Regions from separate parts of the Gossypium hirsutum genome. Here region 2 is linked to region 1. Evidence: chromatin contacts called from public Hi-C data. All regions are on one chromosome and are shown on one strand. Each heading gives the region's core, a stretch centred on a gene start, on an enhancer-like site or on the middle of the called end of the contact. The rest is flanking DNA. Distances are from core to core; before and after follow the strand shown.

Evidence for each region. A called contact is a pair of places that touch in the nucleus more often than the background predicts.
Region 2: a Hi-C map of leaf shows a contact between it and region 1, with 2.0 times the contacts expected there. The contact joins two enhancer-like sites. A contact is called at or near these places in 4 of 34 Hi-C or Micro-C datasets (callus and leaf).

The regions. Positions count from the first base shown.
Region 1 is chrA04:23,820,099-23,827,627 of Gossypium_hirsutum_v2.1, forward strand. No RefSeq gene overlaps it. Among protein-coding and RNA genes, the nearest start is that of LOC121228476, 83 kb to the left of the region's middle. Within about 2 kb of position 4,298, at least 2 of the 9 cell types and tissues checked have an H3K27ac peak or open chromatin away from gene starts, as enhancers often do. A contact at or near this core is called in leaf, where this site is marked.
Region 2 is chrA04:23,916,543-23,924,071 of Gossypium_hirsutum_v2.1, forward strand. It overlaps LOC121228003 (a long non-coding RNA gene), which reads left to right and starts at 1,872. Exons shown (of 2, transcript XR_005925510.1): 1 at 1,872-2,148; 2 at 2,252-2,505. Within about 2 kb of position 4,594, at least 1 of the 9 cell types and tissues checked has an H3K27ac peak or open chromatin away from gene starts, as enhancers often do. A contact at or near this core is called in leaf, where this site is marked.

The sequences.
Region 1 (7,529 bases), core at 3,048-5,547:
CTCCAAGATCAGTCGTCTTACTTATTTCTTTATGGCACTCATCCTGATTATACTCATCTCAGAGTATTTGGGTGTTGTTGTTATCCATACTTACAATCATTTAATCATCACAAATTAGAGTTTCGGCCTCAGCCATGCACGTTTCTTGGATATAACCTACATAATAAGGGTTATTAATGTATTGTTGTTAAGGTCAGGTGCATATTTGGCGATATGTAGTGTTTGATAAGAATCGGGTTTTTTTTGCAACATCAACCAATGATAGTTGTGTGTCTCTTATCTCCAATCGTATCACCGCGTATTCCTAGTGGTTTTTTCTCGCTCAATGCATTAGTATCGCCATGCTCTGGAATCTATTGACATGATTGCCTCTAATGCTCAGTCTCTAGTTTTTCAAATTTTGTTTTTCCACATTGCTCTTATTGGTTAGGATTTAGAGTGTTCACTTACATCTTAACCTAAGTCCACTAGTCCAGTTTTAGAAGCTAATGATTTTTCTCTATATGGTAGGTCTTCTTCTTATTCTTCTACACTTGAGGTTTCAGCAATTATTCTGTTACTGCCAGTTGCTCTCCCTCCATCCAACATTCATCATATGATTATCTGTTCAGAAGCTAGTTTTTTAAACCAAAGGTGTTGCTCATTGAGCATGATAAACACAAACCTCGCACCATTAAGGAAACGTTTGCTAGCAAAGAGTGGAAAAAGGCTGCTAATGAAGAATATGATGCCTTACTTTGCAATAAAACCTAGACTATGATATTGTTACCTCTGAGTCACAAAGCGATCGATTATAAGTGGATTTTTAATGTAAAACGCAATCCTGATAGCATCGTGGCTTGTCAAAAGGGAAATTGGTTGGAAAAGGGTGTTCTTAAGTTCCTGTTTGTGATTTTTGGGAGACATTTAGTCCGATTATCAAACTAGCTACGGTTCATACTATTCTTTCCATTGTTGTTTCCAAACGTTGGCAGTTGCACCAAGTAGATGTGAACAATGAGTTCCTTAATAGTGATTTGACAGAAGAGGTCTATATGCAACAACCTCATAGGTATGTTCAAACAGGTAACAATGGACAACTTGTTTGTCGATTACATAAAGCGTTGTATGAGTTATGATAAGCCCCGAGAGCATGGTTTGACAAGTTGAAGGCGTTTCTTGTTTCCGTTGGGTTTGAGCTTTCTAAATTCGATGCATCTTTGTTTGTTAGGTTGTTGATACTTGTTGTATGTATGTGTTGGTCTACATCGATTATATAATTATTACTGGTGACTTAGGTATAGAAATTGATGTGTTTGTAAGTTGGTTACATACTGAGTTTTCACTCAAGGATATGGGGCTACATTATTATTTCTTTGGTATTAAGGCTGCTAATCTTGACGGTAGTGTGCTTGATTTACTGGAACGATGTCATATGGAAAATGCTAAAGAAGTTCCCACACCTATGGCCAGCTTTTGTCAGTTATCTAAACATATGGAAGGTTCACTTCCAAACCTGCAAAAGTATCATAGCGTTGTTGGGGCACCACATTATGTGGTACTCACTTAGCTTATTGTTTGTTTATCTTTAGTTGGATATGCTGATGCAAATTGGGGTCTTGATTTTGATGATCATCAATCAACCATCAGGTATTGTATATTCTTTGGTGGTAATCATGTGTCCCTGTGTCCTAAGAAGCAACAGGTCATGTCTCGATCAACGAAAGAAGAAGAATATTGAAGTATCATTACTGTTGTTGCAAACATTACATGGCTTGAGTCCTTTTTGAGTGGAGTCCTTTTTGAGTGAGCTTTCTTTGGATCTAGCTGACAAGCTTGTTATTTTGTGTGACAATTTAAGTGTTGTGGTTGTTTTTACTAATCTTGTTCTTCATTCAAAATACATGCAGAGCTTGATTTGTTTTTGTTCATGAAAAACTTCCTGATGGGAAATCAGTAGTGGGTGAAGTTCCAACATATGATCAGGTTGCTGACATACTTACCAAGCCATTGCCATCAACACCTTTTTCTTGGTTGCGAAACAACCTCAGAGTCACAAAACATGGATGATGGGTGAACATTATAGTAACTAAAGTCAGTTGTGAATATGGTTAAAGTTGTTAATTATTTAACAACAGTTGTGCAAAGTAAATCTCTGTATAAATTCACATCAGTGTTCATCTATGAAAGGAAGTAATTCCCTCGATTCATAAATGAAAAGTCAGAAATATTTTCTTCATTTGTTTACTATTATGTTCTATCAACTATACAGATTCAATTGTTAATTTGGTAGTAGATGTGCATGAATGATTAATTTGCAAGAATTGTATGTTATGAATGAAATTGCTCTTTCTAAAAGCCTATCTTGTTGCTCTACTGATTCGGTTTCTTAATTAATGATGTGCTTCTTTTATTAAAAAAAAATGAAATTTTCTAGTTGATTGACTAAATATATATGGGAAGTAGGTCACTTGTAACAATGTAAAATTAAAGTTGCTTTACACCCTTTCATAATTTTTTTGTATGTTTAATATCTTAACGATCCAACTGTTAAATTATTTTGCTGATCTGATATCTCAATCATATTGATCTATAATACTCAATATATTGATAAATTCAACAACTAGATTTTTTTTACATAAAAAATAATTAAAATTTTTTAATTTACATCAAATTTGACATGAATTATCTATATGAATAAAATATTAAATTTAATGGTTTGATTGCTAAAATATTAACCGTACAGAAAGATACGAAAAGATGTAAAACAATTTTAGTTTTATTCCGATGTAAGTAAATCTCTCCCTCTATATATATAGATATTCTCATTGTTTTCGTGTTATCATGAGGACTGCAAAACACATTTAACAAATATAAATCTTATAAGAAAATAATATTTTGGTTAAAATGGTAAGATTTATCGCAAACTTGAATTTGACCATGTATAAAAATTGCAGATGAGTTTTCTTTTTTCTTGATTTAATTCAAATTATAATTATTATTTTTAATATCAGATTATAATTATTTAAATTTGTATTATTTATAATTGTACTTTAAAAAGTACTCTTTATAAATATATATTAATCTTCCATAATTAAGATTTCCGAAATTTCCTAGAATTTAAAGTAAACTCGAGGTCGCAATCTTTCAAATTATTTTTAAATTAAAAATTGTAACAGTTATTTTTATGCTATTACAATTCAACATTTTAAATAAATATATAAATAAATGTGAAATTAAAGCTAAAATTACTAATGATGGAAGTTTTCATGCTCATAATCTCTCTAAACTTCTGTCTTTTCTATTTTTCTTACTATTTTGAGCAAATAAAAAAATCATGGCAATGATGAAATATTTAGATTAAGGAAATTCAACTAAATTGATTAAAGGATGTTGCAGATATAGACATTAAGCTATACTTAACAAATGATTTTAACATGGTTTAGATTAATTATAATTACTATTTGCGTAGTTAATTAATAAATTTTATTAAATTTAAATTTAGATTAATATCAATGATAATCAAGTGCATTCATTACTTCCGGAAGAATATTAAAAAATAGATACTTAAATTGAATATATTCCTAAAGAAAAAAACACATAAATAAATCAAATGACTAAAATAGCCTTTAATATGGAAGAAGGGACGCATGTGTTCACGGCTAATCTCTTTGTTATAACTTAGTTGGTTGTAATTTTTCTTTTCTTTCGCCAAAAGAAAGTTTAAAATTATTAGCAACATATGAATAAAAAATTTGTTTAAAAATAAAATTATCCGTTGATGATAAAATGGGTTAGGGAAAAAATAGGCAAGGAGTTGGACCATGTGAGGTTGAAACATGTTTTATTAATGTCAGGTTCAAACATGTTTTATTGTTGTTAATATAATTTTTATAGAGTGATTGATCCCTTTCAAAAAGGATCAGACACTTTGTGTATACATTTGGTATAACATACCTAGGTTCTAGTAATATATTTAATAAAAAAATTATAAATTAATCATCAAATTATAACAGTGTCAATATATATTTTAAAAAGAATGGCACTCAAAAATGAATTCTGAAACAGAATGGAGAAATTTATTTTATTTCATTTAATAATTTTATGTAAATAAGAAAAAGAATAGTGAGAAAAAAATATAAGTAATGCAAAGTCCCCACAATGTGAATGCAATATCTAAAAGATGACCACATATGTATGTAAATAAATAAATGTGGTCCAAAATCGTCAGTTTGAGACAACAATGATCATGCCCACCAAGCTTTTAGTGAGTTCAAAGAGTTATCCTTGTATTGATTTGATAGTGAAGAGTCCTTTACATGTGAAATTAAAAAAATAAAATAAAATAAAACATCAATATCATCAGTCAGCTCCATCCCCTCCGTGCATATTGTTGTTTTGTGTTTTTGCTTAAATACAATTTCCTCTATTTTAGTCTTTTCCAAACACAAATGGTGTGGTGGGCTCTCATGTTCTTATCGCTCCCACTTGTTTTGGTATTTTTGCATCCACATTCTTTTTTCTCTTTTTCCATTTGCCTAAAAGAATCTCTTTTTCTAAAATTTGAAATTTAATATCATAATCCACATCATATATATGTATTAGTGCAATTTGGATGAATGTTTGTTGTGATAAGCACTAGCAATAGAAAACGGGTTGTTGAGTTGTAACCAAATAAAGAAAAAAGTTGTGAACTGCCAAAATAAAAATCTTGAAACTCGACCAAAGACAATTGTCCTCACTAGCAGCATTAATTTTTTTTACTTCTATTTCATTTTGTGGATTCATAAAAACATTTTGGTCTTCATCTCTAAAAAAGACCTCCAATTGTCTAAAATCATCCAAACTTTGAATTAGGTTTATTCCAGTTTAGGATTCAAATCCCTACCAAAAGAAATTCTAAAAACATTAAAATTTGACTTTCTGTTTTTGATGAGAATATGGCGAAGTCACAAGAATGAAAAGGGCCAAGGGTAGGAATGTTAATTTTCTCAAACCCTTTTCACCTGCATTGACTTGAACCACCCATTCTTAAATATCACACGCCTGTATACATATATAGTAAGCTATACAAATACTTCTAATAAATAATGATACTTGACATATTTGAATTATAATAAGTCACTTCCTTCATTATAATATCAACATACTAATTTATATTATTATTTAGATTTTTATTCAGTGAATGTCACAAGTTAATTAATTATCAATTCAATTGGAAAAATTATAAAATATTTTTTATATTTAAAATAAGTTAGTAATACTTTAATCTTTTTATTTAAAAAACAATAAAAAGTATTCATATGTTGGGATTTGAACCCACACTAATTATATTAGTAAAATTGTAAACTTACCACTTAACCAAAATCTTATTTTAATTCTTTTGTACATTTTAATTTTATTATACATATTTTATTAACTCTACCAATTGTATATATTAATTATGTTGTTGATTGAGTTGGTGTTATATTTTAACTCTACACCAACTAACCAACTAAGGATTGATGACAACACTATAATAAACAGTTGTATTCATTTAGTAATATTACTATGATGTATTTTTATATTTAAATTTTGCGTTACTTATAATATAATCTAATTTTTCTTATTTTAATACCGTACATATTTTATGTGTTATTATTATTTAGTTCCAACCCATATAGGGGTGAATCCAGGGGGTTGGCCCCTAAAATGGAGAACTTTTCATTTTGGTCTTCTAAAATTTTTAAAATTTTAAATTAGGAAAGGTAAAATTACACTTTGACTCCTTAAAAATGATAAAATTTTCATTTAATCTCTTAAAAATTATATTTGCACTATTATAAAAATTATAATTTAATTTCGACCATCCTAAAAGAATTTTCTGGCTTCAATTCTAAACCCATATATTTTATTATTTATTTTATGTTATTTTTAAACTAACTTCTATATTTCAAATACATAATTTCCACGCACATAAACATATGATAAAATTTCTAGTTTATGTATAATAAATTTTTTAATTTAGAAATAGATATAAATATTTCTATTACAATTAAAATCACTCCTTAATTGGAAATAATTTCTATTTAAATTTCATTTGAAGTAGTTTTTAAAAGGAAAATTCATTTATAATTTATATTGCCTTCAAATTTTTTATTAAAATAAAAAAATTATTTTTTACAATAATTTAATTAGAAAAATATTTTATGAATTAATTTAATTATTATTAATTTTAATTTAAAATATTTATAAATAATTTTAAATTAAAAATAATTTAATATATGTTAATTATTAAATACAATAAACTATGCATAAGAAATGAAACTCATATGAATATATATACTAGGAATATATATTGGAGGTTTGATTTTTAATAATTTAATATATAAAAAATTATTCTAATTAATTATTTTTAAAGTATAAAAATATATATATAAGTATTATAAATTTAAATTTTATGCAATTAATCAAATCACTATCAAAGTCATGATAACATTTAATTTTGAAATTTTATAATAATTATTTTAATTGAATTATAATTGATGCTCAAAACTAATTATATTTTGAGATCCAACAAAAGTAAATATTTAAGATTCAAACTATCAATGATTTCACAAAAGCCAATAAAAAAACAATTTAACATCACAAAAGCCAATAAAAAAACAATTTAACATAGATTAAAATGATTCTAAGAGGTCATATTTTAGACATCTAATAATAATACACTGCATCATATTATTTTAGAGTGTATGAATAATATAATACATTAAGAAATAACAAATTAACTCCTATTATTACTTTTTAACTTTAATAAACAAAAAAAAAGAGACAAAATTAAATACCAAAAGGATTCGTCTACCCTCACAGGTCATAAATTCGAAGAGGACTCACGACTTAATTTCAACTTTTTTTATTTTTTATTGGTGGGCGTAAGATTTAAGATTGAGATTTAATAAAAGAGTTTAACTTAAATTAATATGATTTTAAAAAGTAATTTTTTAAGTACTACATCATAATTTTTTAAAATTGTATGAATAATTTAATATATTAGGAAACACTAAATTAACTCTTATTATTATATTTTAACTCTAATAAATAAACAAATTAAATACCCAAAAAGGTTTGTCTACCTTCACCTTCCATAAGTCCCAAGAGGGGTTATGTAACACCTCTTACCCGTGTTCGACACCGAAACAGAGTATGAGACATCACCGGACATAAACACATGCAATCGTATAAAACCAGGTCATGAATTTAAGTTCAAATTTAAAACTTTTCACATTTCATCTTAAAGTCCCTAATATGGGCCTACGAGGCCCAAATCATGCTTTGGAAACAATTCGGGACCAAACCGAGAACTTTAGAACACTTTGAAAATTTTCATGAAAAACAGGGACACACTCCTGTGTGATATTAGGACATGGTCGTGTGGCTTGCATGGCCATGTCTCTAGCCCGTGCACTAATTTGACTTGTTGTTGCATACAAATTTACGTCACACATAGATATCACCACTCGTTCATCCACATATGTAAGCATACACATCCTTGAAATGCATCATCGTGGACT
Region 2 (7,529 bases), core at 3,344-5,843, 97 kb after region 1:
TTCTTTTAATATTCAAGAGACAATGTTATATAATAATTTTTAAATAAAATTGACAAAAAGAAGAAGAAGAAGCTGAATTACTCTTTTAAACATACCATAATTGCATGAATTACTCATTTAATGAGAAATTCATCATCATTCTACATACAAAATTTTAGATTTATTCATAAAACCATCTTGTTAAATTGAATTGCCAACACACATATCTAACATAATTTCTTTTTACTATAAATTACATTATATGATAATGAAATAAAAATTAGTGAAATAATAAATCAAAGGTTTTTTTTTATACCATAGAAAATTGGAATTTTAACTTTACCATTATCAACCAATTGATGTAGAAAACTTGAAATTGATATTAAATACAAAGTAATTGAAACATATTTAATATAGATTTTTTAAAATTTTATATAAAGGACACATATTTTGTAACTTAAGCAAGTGGAAAATTGAAACTGAAATTGATATTGAATATACAAAGTAACTGAAAAATATTAAATATTTTTGTAAGTTTTTTAAATTTAATATAAAGGATATAAATTTTGTAACACAAGTAAGTTGAGAAGAAAATAAAGAGATAAAATAAAGTTATTGAGAAATGAGATAAAAATTTAAAATTTAAATAGTAATTAAGGTGATTGCATTTATTTATCAACACTAATTAAGGATTTATATACAAAGTAACTGAAAAATATTTAATATTTTTTTTCTATTGTTGAATAAAGGACATAAATTTTTTCAAAAAAAAAACACTTAAATTTTGTAATCAAGTTGAAAATTGAAACTGAATTTGATATTGAATATACAAAGTAACTGAAAAATATTTAATATTTTTAAAGGTTTTTTAATGTTAAGTTAAAAAATAAAAAATAAAATCTTATGTGATAGCCTGATGGCCAAAGGTGTTTATAGTTTCAAGTATGGTTTAGGTTTAAGTTGCGCAATTATATTTGTTGTATGGTTTTTTATAAACATAATCATAACTCCTCTTTAATTCTTATTGTATTAAACTTTTTTACATTTTTTACGTTATTTTCCATTTCATATGCTTTTTGAATATTTTTTTATACTTAATACATAACAATTAATTAGAGAAAGAAAATAAATCTCTTTAAATTAATTTAACAAACACCAAAAAGTGTAAATTAATATTGATATTTGCTAAATATCTAAATGCTTATAGAATTTTTAGAATTTTCCTATACCACCCCTATTAACTTCTCTAAAATTTAAAAGCAGTTGGTTTTATATAAAAATATATAGAGGGGAAATATTCACTTATATTTGTGTAAAATTAAAGTTGTTTTATACTCTTTCGTATCTCTTTGTATGGTTAATATTTTAATGATTCAACTGTTAAATTTAATATTTTATTTATATAAATCATGCATGTAAAATTTGATGCAAATTAAAAATTTTCTAACTATTTGTTTTATGTAAAAAATATCTGGTCGTTGAATATATATATATTAATATATTGAGTATTGTATATCAATATGATAGAGACGCCAGATCGGTTAATAAATTTACGTGCATGACAAGTACAATTATATCGATAAATTTATTGATTGAGTCGTTAAATTATTAACCGTACAAAAATATATGAAAATATATAAAATAATTTTAATTTTACCGCAATTTAAATAGATTACATATTTACTTATGCATTAAAGCAATAGAAACCGTAGACCTTAGTATCTGAAATTGGTAGCTGTAAGTTGAGGAGGATCACATGAATAATGTTTCCCTCCCAATCCTCATTTACTTCTTTTGTTGAATATTTGGTGCTCATCTTTTATTCATGATGTTGACATTAGATATACCTAATTAGCTTAATTCATTAATTGTTATAGTTGTATCATTTTTCATTTCCTTTTCATCTTTATTTTCAATTTTTCTCTCATTTAGTCCTTATGTAATTTCAATTTTAAGATATGTTCTTTGTTTATTATATATAGGTTTCTCAATGAAATGAATTTAGATATAAAAAATCAAAATCCCATACAAAGAAGAATTCTTTTGATTCACCAAATCATAAGATCTCCACTAGGGTGCCCGAAGAACAAAAGTTTTCACTAATAGTAGTTATTCATGTTCAAATGTTGCTTCTATTAGTCAATTTTGGTCGCAAATTTTCACGTTAAGGTAGAAAGGGCTTCTTTCTCCAAGTTTGCTATTCACTCTTTTTGTATTTTTGCAATGTGACATGGCAGGGAATGACTTGACAGTTCTTTTTAAATGTTTGCAGTTGTTGTTTAATGGGTACTTCGTAAGAACAACAAACCCCACAACGTACGAAGATTGAAAATTAAGATTTCACAAGTCTATGAACTAGGACTTTGGGTAGTGGGGACATATATACACTACTTTTGCCTAATAACCAACGTTTATCCGGAGCAATCTTATGAAGTAAAGAGCGGTAATATTGATTAGGTTGAATTAGGTTTTTATGAATTTTCGAATAGTTCATAATAATTTAATTTAATTTGTTTTGATTTTTTATATTAATTTTTGGTTTTATATTTTTAGATTTATTTTAATTTTATTTTGTAACTTTTGGATATTATTTAAGAAAGTTTCAATGTTTTTTCATAAATATTAAAAAAACAGTAATTTACATGTAAATAAAAATTAATCAATAACTTTTATATGGTATGTTTCGAAAAAAATTTTATATAAATCTTCTAAATTATTTTCACTATTTTAAATAGAATAATTTTTATGTCATAAATAAATAAAAATAATTATAAATAAAATAAACAATAAATTTCGTTTTAGTTTTGAGTAATCACTATTTTTAGTTGGCATTCTATAAACTATTTAAAAACTCCAATTTATGTCGGTTTTTAGTTTTTCTTGCTCATCCCTAGATTTGTATTTAAGGATATTTAAATATTTAGCCGGATGTTTTGTATTATATAAAATTTACATTTTTGCTTATTAGTATCATGTTTTACATTTTTTTTGGTCAGGTCCAAATTTTTTTATATAAGTGGTCCAAAAAACAGGGTACTCTCTTTCTCTACTTTTCTTTGAAATGTGAAATATTGTAGGACCCTCGATGGGAACTAGTTAAGGGAAAGCACATTGGCAACCATAACAGACACCATATAAATCAAATTTGTATGAGCATAATAATAAAGTGTATACTATTCACTTGGTCGACACTTCCTGACATATATGTATCATAAGTAACTACATTTGTGCTTGTGTGTGTAACTGCGTAAAGTACACAATTCTCGTTACAATAATTCATCATCTTTATAGTGATATTTATTCGTTTAAGTCCTTTATGACCAATTTATTTTGTTTTTAAACCAAAATATTAATTAAAATATAAAGTAACCACTTCTCTTTAATCTTCAAGACTTACACTCCCATGGTTATTAGCTCTAAATTCAAGATTTTCATGTTTGTGTGAATAATTGTTTGTATCTATGATATTCATTTGTTTTATTAGTATTAAAATTTATTTGGCATCATTAAAATTAAGTTTTGCATAAAAATATTGTGATCTTGAAAAAAAATATATTGTAAACATTAAAACTCAAATTCAATCTTGTTAGATACCAATTATAGAATGAACTAATCGAGTTAAGCTTTGAATTTATGTTTTTTTTTTTAAGATTTCATAATTTTGTTCACATCATTACATGAAATGACTCTTCATAAACATATTGAAGAAATAACAGATAAGTAATTGATTTTTAATTAGCAAAAGACATGAAGACGGAAATCTAAGTTTGTAAATTTACTTCCTTAATATAGCATTTCTTATGACTGAGAATTTGGAATTAAGATGGAGGAGAGAAAAAGATAGATCTCCTAATTTCCTTTTGGTTTTGCTTTAAAAAGTTGAGAAAGTAAACTAATTATAAGAATGTGGCCAATATAGATCTCCTAATCATCTTTATCATCACACCACTTGATCAATACTTAGGGAACTACTTCCATCACAAGTCAAGGGGAGGAAAAGGCTAATGGAGGGGTCCCCTTTACTCCCTTGGATATTGATGTATTCTAGTTGAGCAAATTCTATCATTATTACCTTTTTCTTAGGCTTACATTAGATTTGTAAGATAAACTAAATAAAGACTTTGACTGCAAAACTTCAACCAACTCTCTTTTTATGATTTTGATTTCTTTGTTGGGCCCAACGAGAAAAAAAGGAAAAAAAATTGTAAGGTTTTAGTTTAGAAAAAAAAAATCCGCCATAAAATAAATCTATACTTTTATTGCATTGAAATAAGTTTGTAATCTTTACTTTGTTCTTAAATAAATTTTTAACATTTAAATTTGTACCTAAATTATTCTTTTATTTTTAAAAGAACAACTTTTTTTTTCCTAATAATGGCTTATTTGATACATAAAAAGAACAAGAGCTTATTTTAAATAAAATAAAATAAACTTTCAGAATATTTTTTTAATATTTTAACCGATGTATATATACTCTTTTTTTTTTCTAAATATTTAAATTCAAATAATATACATCATGGGTAGCATGAACAAAATTATGAGAACATTGTTAATCTTGGTCTTGAATATGAGATGGTTGCCAAGAGTCTCTTCGGAAGTAAAGTAATAGCCCAACTATAGTCTATAATGGGCTCCCAAGAGTGCGATGACTTTAGCATCCCTTTTGGACCATTAAGCACTAAAAATTGCTTAGAGGCAATGTTAAATTGTTAATTGTTGTGATTTATGATCTTGCAAAAGATATTTTTATTATATATATGCACTACGGCGATTTTAGAATGAAATACCACCCTATTTCGAAAAGATTAAAGCTCATATCATAAAAAAATGGGAATATCTATGATTTTATCAAAAAAAGAAATATGACATGAAATACTTTTATTATTTGTTGTTTATTTTGAGATAAAATCATAAATATATGATTTACTTGTAAAACGAAACTAGATATCATTAGAGTTCATATTTTGTGGGATTATCACTTTTCCTTATGATGTGATAATTGTGATTATTTGACTTGAGCATAACGAGGTGATTAAATAATTTGGATATTCATCAAATCATGTATTTTGTTGAGATGTTCTAAAATATGGCTAGTTTGTTCTACACTACTTTTATAAAAGTAAGTTGCATTTTCTAAAGTTGGTATTGAGTGAACTACTTGTTACGGTTTGTGCTTTTGGTATAGATATTTCATTATTGTCTACTTGAAAATTTTGAATTGAATTGATTGAATAAATAAATATTTTCACGTGATTATTTAATAATCTTTGTATGAATGTACTTAATGATTTTTGCATATAAATCAAAATATATAATAAAATATTGTCTCACTGATTACTTAAGGTTTAACTAATATTAAGTTGTATTACATGGTTGGATTGTAATGTAAGTAGAAAACTTGTATTAGTAGTTAATCTAAACTAATCATGAGCAAGTGAATGACAATGTGCATGTATGACTTATATACTTTGATAGGTTTAACACTTGTGCTCTCAAGGTAGTGAGTGTAAAGTTGGTATGTGACTCACGTAGGTTAAAGCTCTTAAAACATAATCAAGCAATAAAGCACGAGTATTCTACAAGCATAACAAAGTCAAATTATAGTGTAAAAAATTTCACCTTGAAATACTTTGGAAGTATTCTAAGGATCGTGCCTATAGAAATTGACTACAAGAAACAAAAAGATTATAAATACTTGTTTACTAGCTAAGAAATTTCCACTTTACTAGAGCACAAAATTATTGGAACAATTGATGTAACACCCCTTACCCGTATTCGACGCCGGAATAAGGTACGAGGCATTACTGGACTTATACACAAGCAATCTTGTAGAACTGAGACATTAATCTCCATCCAAATTAAAAATTTTCATATACATTCATATCGTCCCTATTACAAGCCTACGAGGCCCAAAACATACATTGTGAGTGGTTCGGGACTAAACCTAGAACTTTCAAAAATTTTACAACACTTAGAAAATTTTCATGCTTTGGAGGGTCACACGCTCGTGTGGGTAGGCTGTGTGGTCACACACGCCCGTGTGGCTTGGGACACTCCTATGTCCACAGTCCGTGTAACTCTCTATTTATGACATCATCAACGAAATAAGGTCACATGGCCAAGGCACACGCCCGTATGCTAGGCCGTGTGGCAAATTTAATTTTCCTAATTAAGGTGCAGGCTTCACACGGCATGGGCACATGCCCATGTCCTAAGGTTGTGTCTCTTAGACGGCCGAGACACATGGCCGTGTCTCATGCCCGTGTGCTTACTACTTGGCATTTTGCTTTTAAAAACTAAGGTGCATGGGACACATGGCCGGATCACATGCCCATGGGGCAGATCATGTGTCACACATGGCCTAGGCACATGCCGGTATGCCTATCCGTGTAACAACCTGGTTTTAGCTAAATTAGAACAGTGGTTTCGGGACCACAAATCTGAGGTCGTAAAATTATTTTAATATTATTTTATGTGTTTACAGCATGTGAATATGTATGTGTGAAAATTTCGTGAGCTAATTTTATCGTTTAATAGCTCAATTTGAGAAAAATGACTTAATTTCGTAAAATGAAAAAGTGGCATGCTATAAGTTAAAAGCATTTATTTGCTATGGTTTGTTATTTATGAGGTCCTTATGATTTTATTAACCCATTGATAATTTTAATGGACATTAATGGGCATTATATCATGAATTTTGGTAGTTTTAATTAATGGATAAAATGGTAATTTGATTATTAAGTTATTATAATTAAAACAAAATCAAATTTTGTTTCATCATTCATTATACTTAGCCAAAATTAAAGAAGAAAGAAACCATTTTTCATGTTTCTAGGGTTCAGCCATTGATAAGCTTAATTGAGGTATGTATTTTGCTCAGTTTTTAATGATTTTTATGTTTTTGTGATCGTTGCTTTGAGTACTAGCTAGCCCGTACCTTAATTTCTGATATTTTTTGATGAAATTTTGAGTTTCCATTGACGAATGCTTGAGCTTTTAAATGATTGTTGATAAATTATGAAAGCTTGATGTAAGATATTAAAGTTTTGTTAAGTGATTTTTGACAAAAAAATTGTCAAATAGGGATTAAATTAAGAAAAGTGTAAAATGTGTGGTTAAATGTGTGAAATAAATGAAAATATGCGATGATATGAAGCTGTATGAAATTTAGCTAGCATGAAATTAGAAAGAAATTGTGTAATTTGTGATTTTTTTGAAATGAGGACTAAAGTGCAAGAAATGTAAAAGTTTAGGGCCAGAGTGCAAATTGGTTAAATTATGTGTTTGTGAATGAAATTATTTGAATTGGTGATTAAATAGATTAATTTTGCATACATATAGATCCTGAAAGAAAGAAATCGAATCTAGATCGGGGAAAAACGAAAGTTGACGAATAGTCGATTCTGTCCGTCTATTTCGACTACGAGGTAAGCTCATATTCAAATAAATGTATTTGAATTGATTTATTCATGCTTATATGATATTGAAATGTAATGAATGGCCATGGAAGATGAATATGTGAAATTAAGAAAGCATCGACAGTGTTAAAA